Regions from separate parts of the Sus scrofa genome. Here region 2 is linked to region 1. Evidence: chromatin contacts called from public promoter capture Hi-C data. All regions are on one chromosome and are shown on one strand. Each heading gives the region's core, a stretch centred on a gene start, on an enhancer-like site or on the middle of the called end of the contact. The rest is flanking DNA. Distances are from core to core; before and after follow the strand shown.

Region 1 (6,435 bases), core at 3,667-6,166:
ATGATTCCAAATGAAATGCCTATTTCTTTAAAGATGTAATTTTCAATATTGTCCACAGGGTGGCAGAACACCTCCTTTACAGAAGTCCGGACACCGTGACACAAAGGAAAAAACCCTAAGGAATTAGTACGTATTTTTCAAAGCATTAAGTTTTCTGGAGTTTAATGATAACTGGGTTTTATTTTAGTGTTGATCATTATAATAAAGTAATTGGTTACATGCTATGGTAAAAGGGAAGTTTTAAAAGGGCTAAATTAGGATTATAAAGTATGACAGTAGGATAAACCCAGGGGGCAGGCTGCAAAATTATGGGAATTTAGAAGTTGCAAGCTACCAGACCACCTAGACACGACAAGAAGTTGCCTGCTTGACAAATGAAGCACAAGAGGCCAAATCTACAAAAGGTTTGGATATACAGACATTTAAAAAACATTTTCGCATGGAAAAGTGACACAAAATAAAGAGAAAAAATAAAAAAATTTAAGATTATGATAACAAAGTTTTTTTTTCTTTTCTTTTTAGGGCCGCACCCGCGGCATATGGAGGTTCCCAAGCTAGGGATCTAATCAGAGCTACAGCTGCCGGCCACAGCCACAGCCACAGCCACACCAGATCTGAGCTGCGTCTGCAACCTACACTGCAGCTCACAGCAATGGTGGATCCTTAACCCACTGAGAGGGGCCAGGGATTGAACCTGCATCCTCATGGATACTAGTTGGGTTTGTTACCACTGAGCCACAACAGGAACTCTGTGAAATTATTTTTTTAAGAGTTCAGAACATGCAATGCCAGGATCACAGATTAGGTCCTGGAACAGAAAAAGAACAATTGAGAAAAAATTGGGATTTATTTGGTTAATAATATAGTAACAACATTAATTTCTTAGTTTGGATAACTGTCCATGATTATGAACATCTTATTATTAGGGCATGAAGGTGAAGGGTAGATGGGAACTCAATCTTCCTGACTTTTCTGTAAATCTATAATTATTTTTAAAAGTTAAAGAGCTCATAATTATACACAAACTCATACGATATTGTATCAACTAAAAATACATTTATTGTATAAAAAATTAGGCTCAAAAAACATCATCAGAGTTATATAAATCCTTTACTCTTGGTGGGGAGGGCAGGTATGAGTTTGGTTTGAGGAAGAGTTCATTTATGTTGCTACTTAGATGTTTCTCTGAACAACTGATTATCAGGATGCTCAGATTCAATGGTTGGAGAGGATTCCAAAGTATCCACATCCTGATGAAAGTCTAAAAATGACTTTTATTTTTTCAGCGTGTAAGTTTCATTTAGAGAGTAAGGAAGACATTTTCTATAATAATCTTTTCAGTAATCATTCCTCGGGGACTATATTTAGAATTCCAGTGCATATGAAATTAAATATTTTTTCTCTAAAAAAAGGATACTTTCTGCCTGTCTTAGGGGCACTCAGTTCCCGGGACCTTGGCAAACTGAAAGGATGGAAAGGATTAATGAAAGGTGACCTTTATTTTATTTTTGCTTTTTTAGGGCAGCAACCATGGCATATGGAGGTTCCCAGGCTAGGGGTGTAATCGGAGCCACAGCCACAGCAACACTGGGTCCGAGCCGTCTGCAGCCTACACTATAGTTCAGGGCAACCTGGATCCTTGACCCATTGAGTGAGGCCAGGGGTCGAACCCGCAACCTCATGGTTCCTAGTTGGGTTCGTTTCTGCTGCTCTACGACAGGAACTCCCAAAAGTGACCTTTATATACATTCAAGTCTATCTAATGCTTGAAGTTGGGGAATCTAGTTAGACCTTACCCTTTCTTCCCCTGCAGGCACCCCAAAGAGCATTAAACAAACAGAGGCAGAGTGACAAAGGGGCGGATGGTAGAGGCCAGAGGGTGGTGGCAACAGGGAATCCTCCAAAGTGGCCCCATCAAAGTCAGCTCGCAACCAACACAGCCTTGTTCCAAATTTGTAAAAGATAATTTCACTTTGTGCAGTTGGAATTTGAAACCGTTATGATTCTGAAGGATCAACTTAGGCTTCCCTGCAGGGTTTCCTTTGGCCCGTTTCCAGCAGGGGGTGGACAGACTCTGCATCCAGAGCAGCAGCGAGACGCGTCAGTTTTCCAAAGGGGCGCCATCTACTCGGGGTGCTGTACATGCACCCCCAACCAGCAGCCCCGTGGGTGAGCGCCACCCCAGCACACACACTCCCCTCCCGGCTTCCTCCTGGTCCCGCCCAACTCTTACCCTAAACCCGGCTGAAATTATACCACTGAGGGATGGTCTGTAAAAACCTGCAGCCCATTCATTCCACTTCCAGAGTCTAGAGTTCATCCATCTCTCTGCCTCAAGCAGAACCCGTCCACGTCCATGGTGTCATCCTCCTCCCCCAATTTACTTTCGCTCTTGCAGTGAGTAAAGCTACACTCCAACTGCCGGAACCTCAATTTTTATCTATACTTACTGGGTACTGCTGGGGACACTATCACAGTATTTGAGGCTGTGGCCCCTCAGTGCACCCTTCCTCTGGAGGGTGCGGCGGAAGTGCGCTCTGCCGCCAAACGGCCTGGATTCAGATCCTGACCTACTACTTAACTAGCTGTTAAGCTTTCTGTGCCTCAGTTTCCTCATCTGCAAAATGGAGATAATGATACTCAGCCTTCTGAATTGTGGGGAGGACAGCAATGGAGTCTTTAGGACCGTGCCTAAGTTAGCACTCAATATTCAATCTTACAATTAATTACTTTTACACTAGAGCCCTATGAAAACAATTATATTCCACAATATAATTCACTTTGTCCTTAAGCACAGAGTGAAACCCTTTTCCCCTCCCGACAGGTTTGGAGTCCTCCAGAGTGACAGTGACGTTCAGAATTCAAGGCGGGGCAGGGGGAGTTAGAAGCAGGTAGAGTTCGGAGAAGTCCTTTCAAGATTCTGAGATGCCCTCACAGGAATTCATGCCATTCATGGTAAAAATCCTCAACATAAATAATCACTAGAGGAGCTTCCGCTACGGCGCAACGGGATTGGTGACGTCTTGGGAGTGCTGGGATGCAGGTTTGATCCCCGGCCGGCTCAGTGGGTTAAGGATCCAGCATTGCCACCACTGCAGCTTAAGTCCCCTAGCCTGGAAACTCCATATGCCTCAGGGTGGCCAAAGAGTAATAATAATAATTACTAGGAGCCACAAAAATGAACCCAAAAGTCAATTTTTGTAACTGTGCCAAGAGTCCTATGTTCTGAAGGGCCATGTTTATTCCTGCTCCCGAGTCTAATCTATACTACCTCCGTCTCCTGCCTCAGCACAGATGCGCTGATTATTCCCTTACATTTTCTGTGCTTTTAAGGAAAGCGTTTGTTCTTATAAGTCTCCTCAGATCTTTTATGGAACAAAGTAGGATATAGAATAAATAATACAAGACACATACTTTTTTGTTTGGAACTAAGTACAACTTCAGTAACTATGAGAAAGCTGAACCTCCTTATTAACACGAACAAATTCCTAAGAGGGGCTGGAATAGACAGGCAGGCAACAGAAGGGTGGCAGATCAAGAATTCAGTGAGCATGGGAGTTCCCATTGTGGCTCAGTGGTTAACGAATCCGACGAGGAACCATGAAGTTTTGGGTTCGATTCCTGGCCTCGATCATTGGGTTAAGGATCTGGCATTGCCACGAGCTGTGGTGTAGGTCGCAGACGCAGCTCAGATCCTGCGTTGCTGTGGCTGTGGCGTAGACCTGCGGCTACAACTGTGATCAGACCCCTTGCCCGGGAACCTCCATATGCCACAGAAGCGGCCCTAGAAAAGGCGAAAAGGCAAAAAGACAAAAAAAAAAAAAAAAAAAAAAAAAAAAAAAAAAAGAATTCAGTGAGCAATACGAGTGAGAGGAAAAAAAAAAGAGACAGCGCTGTCTTAGGTGAGGGGCCTCCCATTCCCGTTACCAATTCCTTCTCAGATCCAGGCATCACCCTCCAGCCCTCTCTGGTCAATTTCACACTTGGTGTAATTTACAGACATCAATGGCCCAGCCCTTACTGGTGGAGAGACAGTGCTGCCTCTCGCTCCTCCTCCTCCAGGCTTTGCCGATAGCCCTTGTAAAACACCTGGTAGCAAGGCAAATTATTCAGAGCCCGCCTCCCTGTTTTACTGCATCCCTTCCCCTCCTTGCCATCCAATTTATCTTTAAAGGCCAGCGTGTCAGCCCAAGAACTCGTTCAGAACACGGCTGGCTCCGAAGCAGCCTTCACCCGATCACCTGTGCTTACTAGAATGAAGCTGAGAAATGTGGTCCACACTGTCGTCATCCTTCTCCAATTTGCAACTGGGGAAGGGGCAATGGTGATTTCATCAGCGAGCCTGGCGATTCTTACAGAACCAGTGGCCATAAGGCAGCATCCAGACCGGGAGCCAAGGTTTTGAACCTGCACAGTGTTCCAGACCTATCAACTGGTGCAGCAACCTCTATGCTGTTTCATTCACAAAGACCTGCTCTGGGAGGCTGAAAAAATCTAGGTCCAGCAACATCATTTGTAAATGAAAATGAAATATGCAAAATGAAAATGCAGGGCCCCCTCCTGTTCAAAATGTAGGGGGGGGAACGCTGTAAAAAGTATTCAGACAGGAAGCTTTTTCCCCTCTGTGTTTCTCTCTCTCCACTCCTTTTTTTTTTTTTTTTTTTTTTTTTTTGGTATTTAAAGTCATGTTCCCTTGGGATTGAGGATGTCTCGTGGGAGAATACACACCTTCCCAGGCTGCCCACCCCCACAGACCACCAGCAGCTGGACCGAGGCACCATGGCCCGGCCAGAGGTGGAGAAACAGCCAGGAATCCCCCTTTCCCATGGACCCGCCACCGCAGCCCGCAGCAATCGGGTGACTGCCCAGTGTATTGCAACACCTGTCCCAGGACGTGTTAGCTACCTGGACTGGGAGTGGCTGGGCCCCCGAGTCACCCACTGACCCACGGTTGTGCTGTTCACCCCAAGCCAGGCAGGCCACTGCTTTGCCCCTTCCTGAGACAGCATGGAGTCTGGGTGCCTGGCACCCTCTCTTCTTAGGCTCACACCTAGGCCCCTACAGGGGTGGAGGCAGGGATGGGAAGACTGGCAGGGCTTGAGGTGCCAGCGAGCAGGGGAATGGGCAGCTGAGAAACACGTGGGAGGGAAGGTGGCAGGACTGGGCACGAGCCAAGGCTCCAACTGCCGGGGGCACGCCATCGCCCCACAGGACCTCGCTTCCAGAACACAAAGATCAACGCATTAAGAACGTCAAGAGAGCAACTGCACAGCAAAACACGGGGCCCCGAGTCTCAGCACAGGGCCCTGGCCAACTGTTCTGGCTGCATACCCGTCATGCTGGTCCTGCGGGACCCCCACCAGAAGTCCAGAGCAAAAGTTCACCCTCACTTTCCACCATAAAACAGGCCCGTGTTTATGACGGGGACAGCGAGGAGCTGTCACTGCACAGGTGTGAGGCTGCCCTGGAGGAGGTGGCTGTGAGGGGTCTGTGGCACCTGTTCAACCCCTGCCCCTCCCGGCACTGCAAGGCAGAGCCCGGCTTATCTTCAAAGGCTTCCGAAGCCCACCTGTTTGAACCATAATTTTAACGTAGCACATTGTACAAAGAGCTGATGTGAGATACAGGCAGAGCCGGTACGATCACAGAAAACCCCTCAAACCTGACCTGGTGGAGGGATTTACGTCAAGTGTTGGGGAGATTAGGAAAGAGATAGGACTGGGAGATAATTCCTTATTAAGTGGCTTGGAGTTGACAGTTTGTAAAAACTGGGCCATTATCCAAAGTCAACACTTTGGTGCACAAACAAAACCGGGTCGCTGAAAGCACATTTCGTACAAACCTTGGCTTCTGGGTCACTGTTGATGCTACAAGAATCATCATCATCAGCATGTGGGGCATTTCTAGAAAGAAAAACAGAAAACTGCATTTAGAATCCGACTGCACACTCTAGCTGCACAAAGCCCTATGTTAGGGCGGCACAAGCTCTACCTGAGTTTCAAGGATGCGTAGCGCAGTGTGGCTCCTTCAAATTCCTTTAAACTGGGGTCCGGGTTGACTGTGGCTGCATGCAAATCCTAGAGGAAAAGAGATCGATCGCTGTTAATGCAGAAAGGGGGAGGGACCATTACATGGCCTCAAACAGCAAAGGGAGCAAAGTCCTCCCCGCTCAAGGCAGAGTGTGTGTGTGAGCTTAGGCAGAAAAAGGCATGCATGCGCTGCTGATGCTGGCTGGGGCAAGTGCCGGTTCTTACAAGACAGCGGTACCTGGGGCCATCAGCCTGAAGTCATTCACAATGAGAGACATCAAAAAAGACGACATGTGTGAGCCCCACAGCCCTGGCCAGAAGCCCCATGGCTCGGTCCCTGCAGAATGCATGATATTCACAAGGAAGATGCAGCCACAGCCATGCAAAGAGGACAAATGAGCTCAAA
Region 2 (6,178 bases), core at 1,685-4,184, 270 kb after region 1:
GGCACAGTGGGTTAAGAATCTGTGGTGGCTCAGGTCTCTTTGGAGGCAGACGTTCAATCCCCAGCCTGGCGGTGTGTTAAAGGATCCATAGCTGCAGCATGGGTCAGGATTGGCCCAGAAACTTCCATATGCCATGAGTACAGGCCACTATTAAAAGAAGAAAACAAAACAAAGGAGTTCCCACTGCAGCCCAGCAGGTTAAGGACCTGACATTGTCTCTGCAAGGATTTGGGTCCATTCCCTGGCCTTGCTCAGTGGGTTAAGGATCTGCTGTTGCCACAAGCTATGGCATAATTCCCAGATATGGCTCGGAGCCGGTGTTGCCATGGCTGTGGTATAGGCCAGCAACTGCAGCTCCCATTCAACCCCAAGTCTAGGACCTTCCATATGCCACAGGTGTGGCTGTAAAAAGAAAAAAAAAAAAAAGAGTAACTGTTTCACAGTATTTGTACACATGGATTCTTGCACAATTTAGCAGTCTTCTCCTAAATGATTTTGCAGTCAGTATTCTTATTACTAACCTGGTAGCATGGCAGAAGAGTCTAAGGTGCTGGATTAAGCATTCTTATTACTCCAGTTAAAAAAGCCAGCCTTTTACACTTTAGCTCATGGAGTTTTTCCTCTACCACTTTATAAAAGTTTCATTGAATGGAATTGCGCTGGCTCCTTACAGGTGAATTATTTACTTAAAAGTATCCTTTTCAAGAGAGAATAAAAGTAGAAGTAAACACCTTCCCTGAGAAAGATCTCAACTTTAGAGTCCTTTCTCAAAAGCTCTGAGCAAATATCCAGACCAACCCCAGCCTGTGAAGACCCTGAGTGATTTTTCGAGGTCATACAGTAATCCCATGACCAAAGCACAGCTACAGAAATCGTGCATCTGCTTCCCCAGGTGTTCTGACTCCCAGCCCATTGTACTCTACCGCCACCTGTGTTCTCCCAGCATTTCCCCCGTGTGGCGGTTCCTCATCCTTTCAACAAATGTCATCCTTTCAAAACAGAGCCATTTCGAGGACTCTGTGAGTTCCGATAAACAACTGCTGAACAAATCCTGCTTTCAAGCTACAAGCTGAAAACATAACAAAGCAGCTACCTAAATTCACAAAGAAATCCCCCTTCCTGAAAGCCCAGCTACAGGAATTCAGAGATTCTTAATTATCATGGCCATTTGAGGACAAGATTTGAAATCTAAATCCACGACAAGGAAAAAAAAAAAAAAAGAAAAGACTTAAGAGACCCAAATTCAGAACAATGGATCAGGATGCCACTGTTTGCTTTTTTTAAATCAGTGAAATATTAAAACACATGACAAACCAACGCCAACCTCACAAAGTTTCCTCATTTCCTGGGATTCAACCACCACTGCTGGCATCATGTTATGGTAACCCCTTAAGTAGTTTACCTATCAGGTGCAAGGTAAAGGCAGTGACTGAGGAACTTCTTAAACAACACTGTGCCCAGTCTTGTCTGAGCTTCCAACACTGACCTTATTCTCCTCTTAACGTTGGCCCTCCCCGGCCACTCAATCCATCACAAACCCTCTGTAACAGTTGTGGCTCTAAACTGCGCAGAACTTGACTACAAATCGGCCACAACTCTAGATCTGATTTCTCCAATTTACTATTTGTTTAAATTCAAGTCCCAAGCCCCCTTGGCTCTTCGTCCCCGACCTCTCGGTTCTAGATCTCTCAGCCGACGTCAAGATCACCTTTCATTGTTTCTGTGGGACTCCGCATCCCTCCCTCCGCCCAGCAATGTTTTCATCGCACAAATGTCATTTCTAGCGTTCAACCCTCCATTCCGCCCGGCGGGCAGCAGAGGGGATTCCTGATTCGGTCCCCTTCGCACAGCCATTTTCTAGTTAAAACGCTCCCTGCCTCTGAAGGGGAAATGAACTTTTCCCCCTTGATCTTGCAGCGGCTAAGCTCTGAACCCCTAGAAAAGCCAGCCGGGTCTTCAACTCCCCCGCAGGAGCGCACTGCCGCCCGGGGAGGAAGAGCCCAGCCGCACAGCGGAGGCCAGTGCCAGGGCAAGGGGGTGTGCGCTCTTCCCCGCCGGCGCCCACCCTCACTTTTCCCTTCCGCAGCCCCCACCCCGGCGCAGCCCCTCCAATCCTGTCTCCCCGCCCAGGCCCTGCCAAGCCCCCGGCTGCGGAGGGAAAGGGGGCGCCGAGAAGCGGGAGTGATGGAGTCAAGGAGTGAGCCCGCAGTCACCGTGCCACCCGGCCCTGCGGCGCGGGCGCAGGGCGCACGGGACTCCGCAGCGGACGCCCGCTGCAGATGCGTGGCAGCTGCTGCAGCTGTGGCTGCGGCTGAGCGGGCAGACGGCAGCAGCCGCGCAGACCTCGGGGGCCGGGAGGAGAGGAGCAGCCGCCCGGGCTACTTGCCGCACGCCGCTGCCGCTGCCCAGGTCTCCCGCCAGCACTCCCGGGCCGCCCAGGAGTCCAGAGCAAAAGCAAGGAAGAAAGCGGGGCTCACCGGTGGTGCGCGCGGCGCTCTCCTCGGCTCCGGCACCCGGCAGCTCTGCTCCAGTCTCGCCCTGCCCGGAGCGCCACGATCAGCTGCGGGTGCAGCGCACGAGCTTCCTACTTGAGACCAAGACGGGCTCCGGCAACTGAGCATGCCCAGTGCCGCTCCGCGAGTCCCGCTCAGGGAGCTGCGCCGGCGAGATTCCACTTCTCCAGGCTTTGGCGGCGGCTGCGCGGAGAGGCTGGAGGGGCCGGACCCGCCGGGGGCCGATCCCGAGAAAGGCGGGGCCGGGGGCGGGGGCCGGGAAGGAGGGGGCGGGCCGCGCGCCTAGTGCGACCCCTGCAGGCAGAAGCTTCCGGGCATCGCGAACGCCTGGTCCCCTGACCATCTGAGAAGATGGCAGAGAAGCAGTGCAGGCCAGAGACCCAATGCGACGCAGCCTGGTATCCCCTCCATATGGCTCGGCGTCTGTCTGCAGCAAAAGGAAGTTGGGTAACATTATCCCTGTCTAGTCTTTTCTCCCACATGCCTGCATTCCCTTATCTGAGGAAAATGTCCTCAGATGAGAGCTGCCCACGCCCATCCAGCTGCAACATGTAGGCGAGACCTTCCTTCTGCCTCCTTATCTAGAACCCCAGGCATATGCCCCCCACACACACACACCATTCCTTGATGTGAAAATCACAGCAGCATCACCTCAAGGAAGAAACATACCTGCAGGAGGGGAAAGCATAATTTCTTCTTCACTTCCAGGAATATTAAATATAGTTCGAATTTAGAGAAGCAAGGTTCTAATAATGGATACTCAGTAAATAGTCATCAGTGCCTGCCCCAGGCACTGTGAATAGCATCCCCAAAGCATCATTAGGGTTGCTCTTCATCAATGCAGTGGATATCAAACTTGACCCTGCATCCCAATCGCCTGGAGGATTTATGGAATCACAGACTGCTGGACAGTCTCTGAATGGGTAGGTCTGTGGTACTGCCGAAGCATCTGTACATCTAACAACTTCCCAGATGATGCTGGTGCTGCTGGTCTGAGGGCCATACTTTGAGACCTCTTGCTCTACTACACAAACACACAGCCTCACCTACTATCTTTTTCAGATGGATTTTGCTAAAAGTAATTTAATAGTAGCTATTAAATAATGGCTCCTCCTAACTCACCCTCTTCCCCAAACCTCCGGAGTGCAGTCCTTCTGCAAACAGCAAACTCACACCCGGAAAGTCCCTATTCTTCGCAAGAGGACTCTATGCGGTTGGGGATGGCATTATTTTCTCCTTTGGCATCATGAATCTATTGAGTACCCACAAGATCTTATAGTTAGCCTGGGGACGGCAGTGAATAAAAAAGCCCAGACCCCAGCTTTCATAGAGCTTAGTGCACAGCGAGGTGGACAGGCACCCATTAAAGAATCCCCCCGAAATGTCCCTTCAAACATGAGGAGCGCCAGGGGGGAAATCTACCAGGTGTGTGCAGAAGGGTGTATAATGGGACCCTGAGCGCAGACTAGAGTGGGGTCGGAAGGAATGAGTGGTGGGAGAAAGATGCCTTGTGGAGGAGGGGTTTCTGACGTTTGCACCAAACTTCTCCCATGAACAGTTTCTCTGAGACCAACCTAGAGGCCAACAATAACGTCACTCCTTTCCAACAGAAAAACAATACTGCCACTGAGGAATCCCTACAAATCCATGAAAGTGCTCAGCCTTGGTGCTGTATCGCTGCACTCCAAGATCTATCTATGCAGCCCGTGGACGGGACATTCGGGGGCCGCAGTTTAACCCACTTTGGGAAAACTCAGGCTCTGAACTGGAAAGCCTTCAAGTTCAAGCCTATGCCCTTCAGGCCTAGAGAGGAAAGGAAATTAGCCCAAGTCCGCCCCCGCCCCTCAGCAGCAGAGACCGGCCCTGGTACCAGCCTTGAAGGCAGGTCCCCTTTTCGCAGGTACTCTATTCTCTCGGACCCCACAGCTTCCCATGGTTCCCCAGGAGTCTGGCCCTGCCACCCGTTCAGTCCGGGGTCCCGGGGCTGTACACCGCGCCCGCCCTACGGGATCCATCTCTTCCCGACCCGGAGGAAAACCCGCGGTGGAGTCCTTGGCGGCGGGGCGGGGCGGGGCGGGGCGCGCAGGCGCAGTGGCCGCCAGGTTGGGCCAAGGAGGCGCCCCGCTCCACACCTGATGCAATCAGCCTTCCGGAACCGGGTCCGGCGGCCGCGCTCACGCAGGAAACGCTCCTGCGCCCTCCCCTCGGCCGCGGCCCCCCCGCCCGCGCCCGGCTTCCGAGCCTCCTCGCCGTCCAACTTCGCCTGGGGCGGAGGGCGGCATTCGGCGTCCCGCAGGGGACGCGCGGAAAGAGTAGGGAATTCATCGCCAGGAAAAGCAAAATTCCCGGCTGCCCTAATAGTGACGTGGAAACGGCCACCGAACGTGTCGTGGCTGCAGCAGGAAATTCCCTTAATTATGTATTTCCAGAAGGTGGGCGGGGGTCGGGAGTGGGGAAGCTTGTAACCTTCCTCTGCCTGCTTCCTTCGACCCCCTCCAACACACATTTTCTCGCTCCCAGGAAGGAACGTTTAGAGTAATAGCGGTTTCCAGGCCGTATGGAGAGGACTCCTTGACACCCCGACACACACCCACATCCCGGACGTGCTCCGTGTGTACAGCACGCTCGCTCTGCTGCATAGAGCCTTACACTGCTAACTCATTTTATACATCATTGGTTTCTCTATACCTCAGCATTTCGGTTTACAAAGAAAATCATTTCTTGTCTCACCACATCACGCACTTTTGATATCTTATTGTGAGTGGGTTTTGTTTTTTTCCCCTCATGCTGATTCACCTATGAATTATTTTCCAAGGAAATGAAATATTCCAAGAGCCTGTTTACAAAGCATGGAAGTAAAAATCACCCAAGTCCTTTAGGACCAAAGGGAGAACGAAAAGGCGGATTCAAAGAATTTCAGTTGGAAGAATACTTAGGAGATCGTTCTAGAATCAAGTCTGGGTCAACTCTTAAGTGTTACACAGAGGCTCTCTGTGGCCCAAAGTGGTTAAATGACTTCCTTACTTAATAATTCAGCAGAACTGGCACTTGAACACAAATTTCTTGACATTCCAATCTAATGAAAAAATATACTTGTTATTTGCACAAACGCTACACAAAGTGCAAGACTATATAGTACGATGCTGTTTTTTCAGTCCGAAAATTACAAAGTACAAAATCGGTGGCAACAAAAGAGATCCTATTACTTGTTTCTACTTCTGAAGTCACTAGTCTTTAAATAGTCCTTGATCTATCCACCCACCATACAACCTATCCAACTACTTCTAAGATACTCAAAGACTACAGCATTAAATATTTCAATTACAGTGGTATGAAATTCTTCAGAACTTCCAGACATCAACCAATCTTTTGAGTCTGGTAAACTCATTTGAGTAGTAGTAGTAATAATAATAATAATAATAATAATAAAAGCAACCCTTTTGAGTCAGTATTTAGAGTTTCTAGTATTTTTCCTTGATCATGTGATACAGAAACTGAGGTTAAACCAAGGGAATTGTAATGATCACGACAAAAGAGCAGGGTTATGAATTTCTGCTGTACTGATCTGAAATGCTTTAGCAAAAGGAAAATCAAACTGAAATACAAAATAACTGCAAAACTCATACCTACAATAAGGAGTTTTCAGAATCTACCTTTTTTCTCTT

Evidence for each region. Promoter capture Hi-C pulls out the DNA fragments that hold promoters and counts their contacts.
Region 2: a contact with region 1 is called in a promoter capture Hi-C map of liver, with 18 times the contacts expected there. The contact joins the promoter of APBB2 here to the enhancer-like site in region 1. A contact is called at or near these places in 3 of 5 promoter capture datasets (fetal liver, fetal skeletal muscle and liver), 26 of 47 Hi-C or Micro-C datasets (adipose tissue, alveolar macrophages, brain and 15 more) and 1 of 2 datasets of contacts at active chromatin or transcription factors (skeletal muscle).

What each region holds. Positions count from the first base shown.
Region 1 is chr8:32,024,540-32,030,974 of Sscrofa11.1, forward strand. APBB2 (amyloid beta A4 precursor protein-binding family B member 2) reads right to left here. Exons shown (of 18, transcript XM_021101154.1): 9 at 5,992-6,077; 10 at 5,843-5,903. Among named protein-coding and RNA genes, the nearest start is that of NSUN7, 220 kb to the left of the region's middle. Within about 2 kb of position 4,917, at least 6 of the 83 cell types and tissues checked have an H3K27ac peak or open chromatin away from gene starts, as enhancers often do. A contact at or near this core is called in fetal liver and liver, where this site is marked.
Region 2 is chr8:32,299,303-32,305,480 of Sscrofa11.1, forward strand. It overlaps APBB2 (amyloid beta A4 precursor protein-binding family B member 2), which reads right to left and starts at 2,935. Exons shown (of 18, transcript XM_021101154.1): 1 at 2,478-2,935.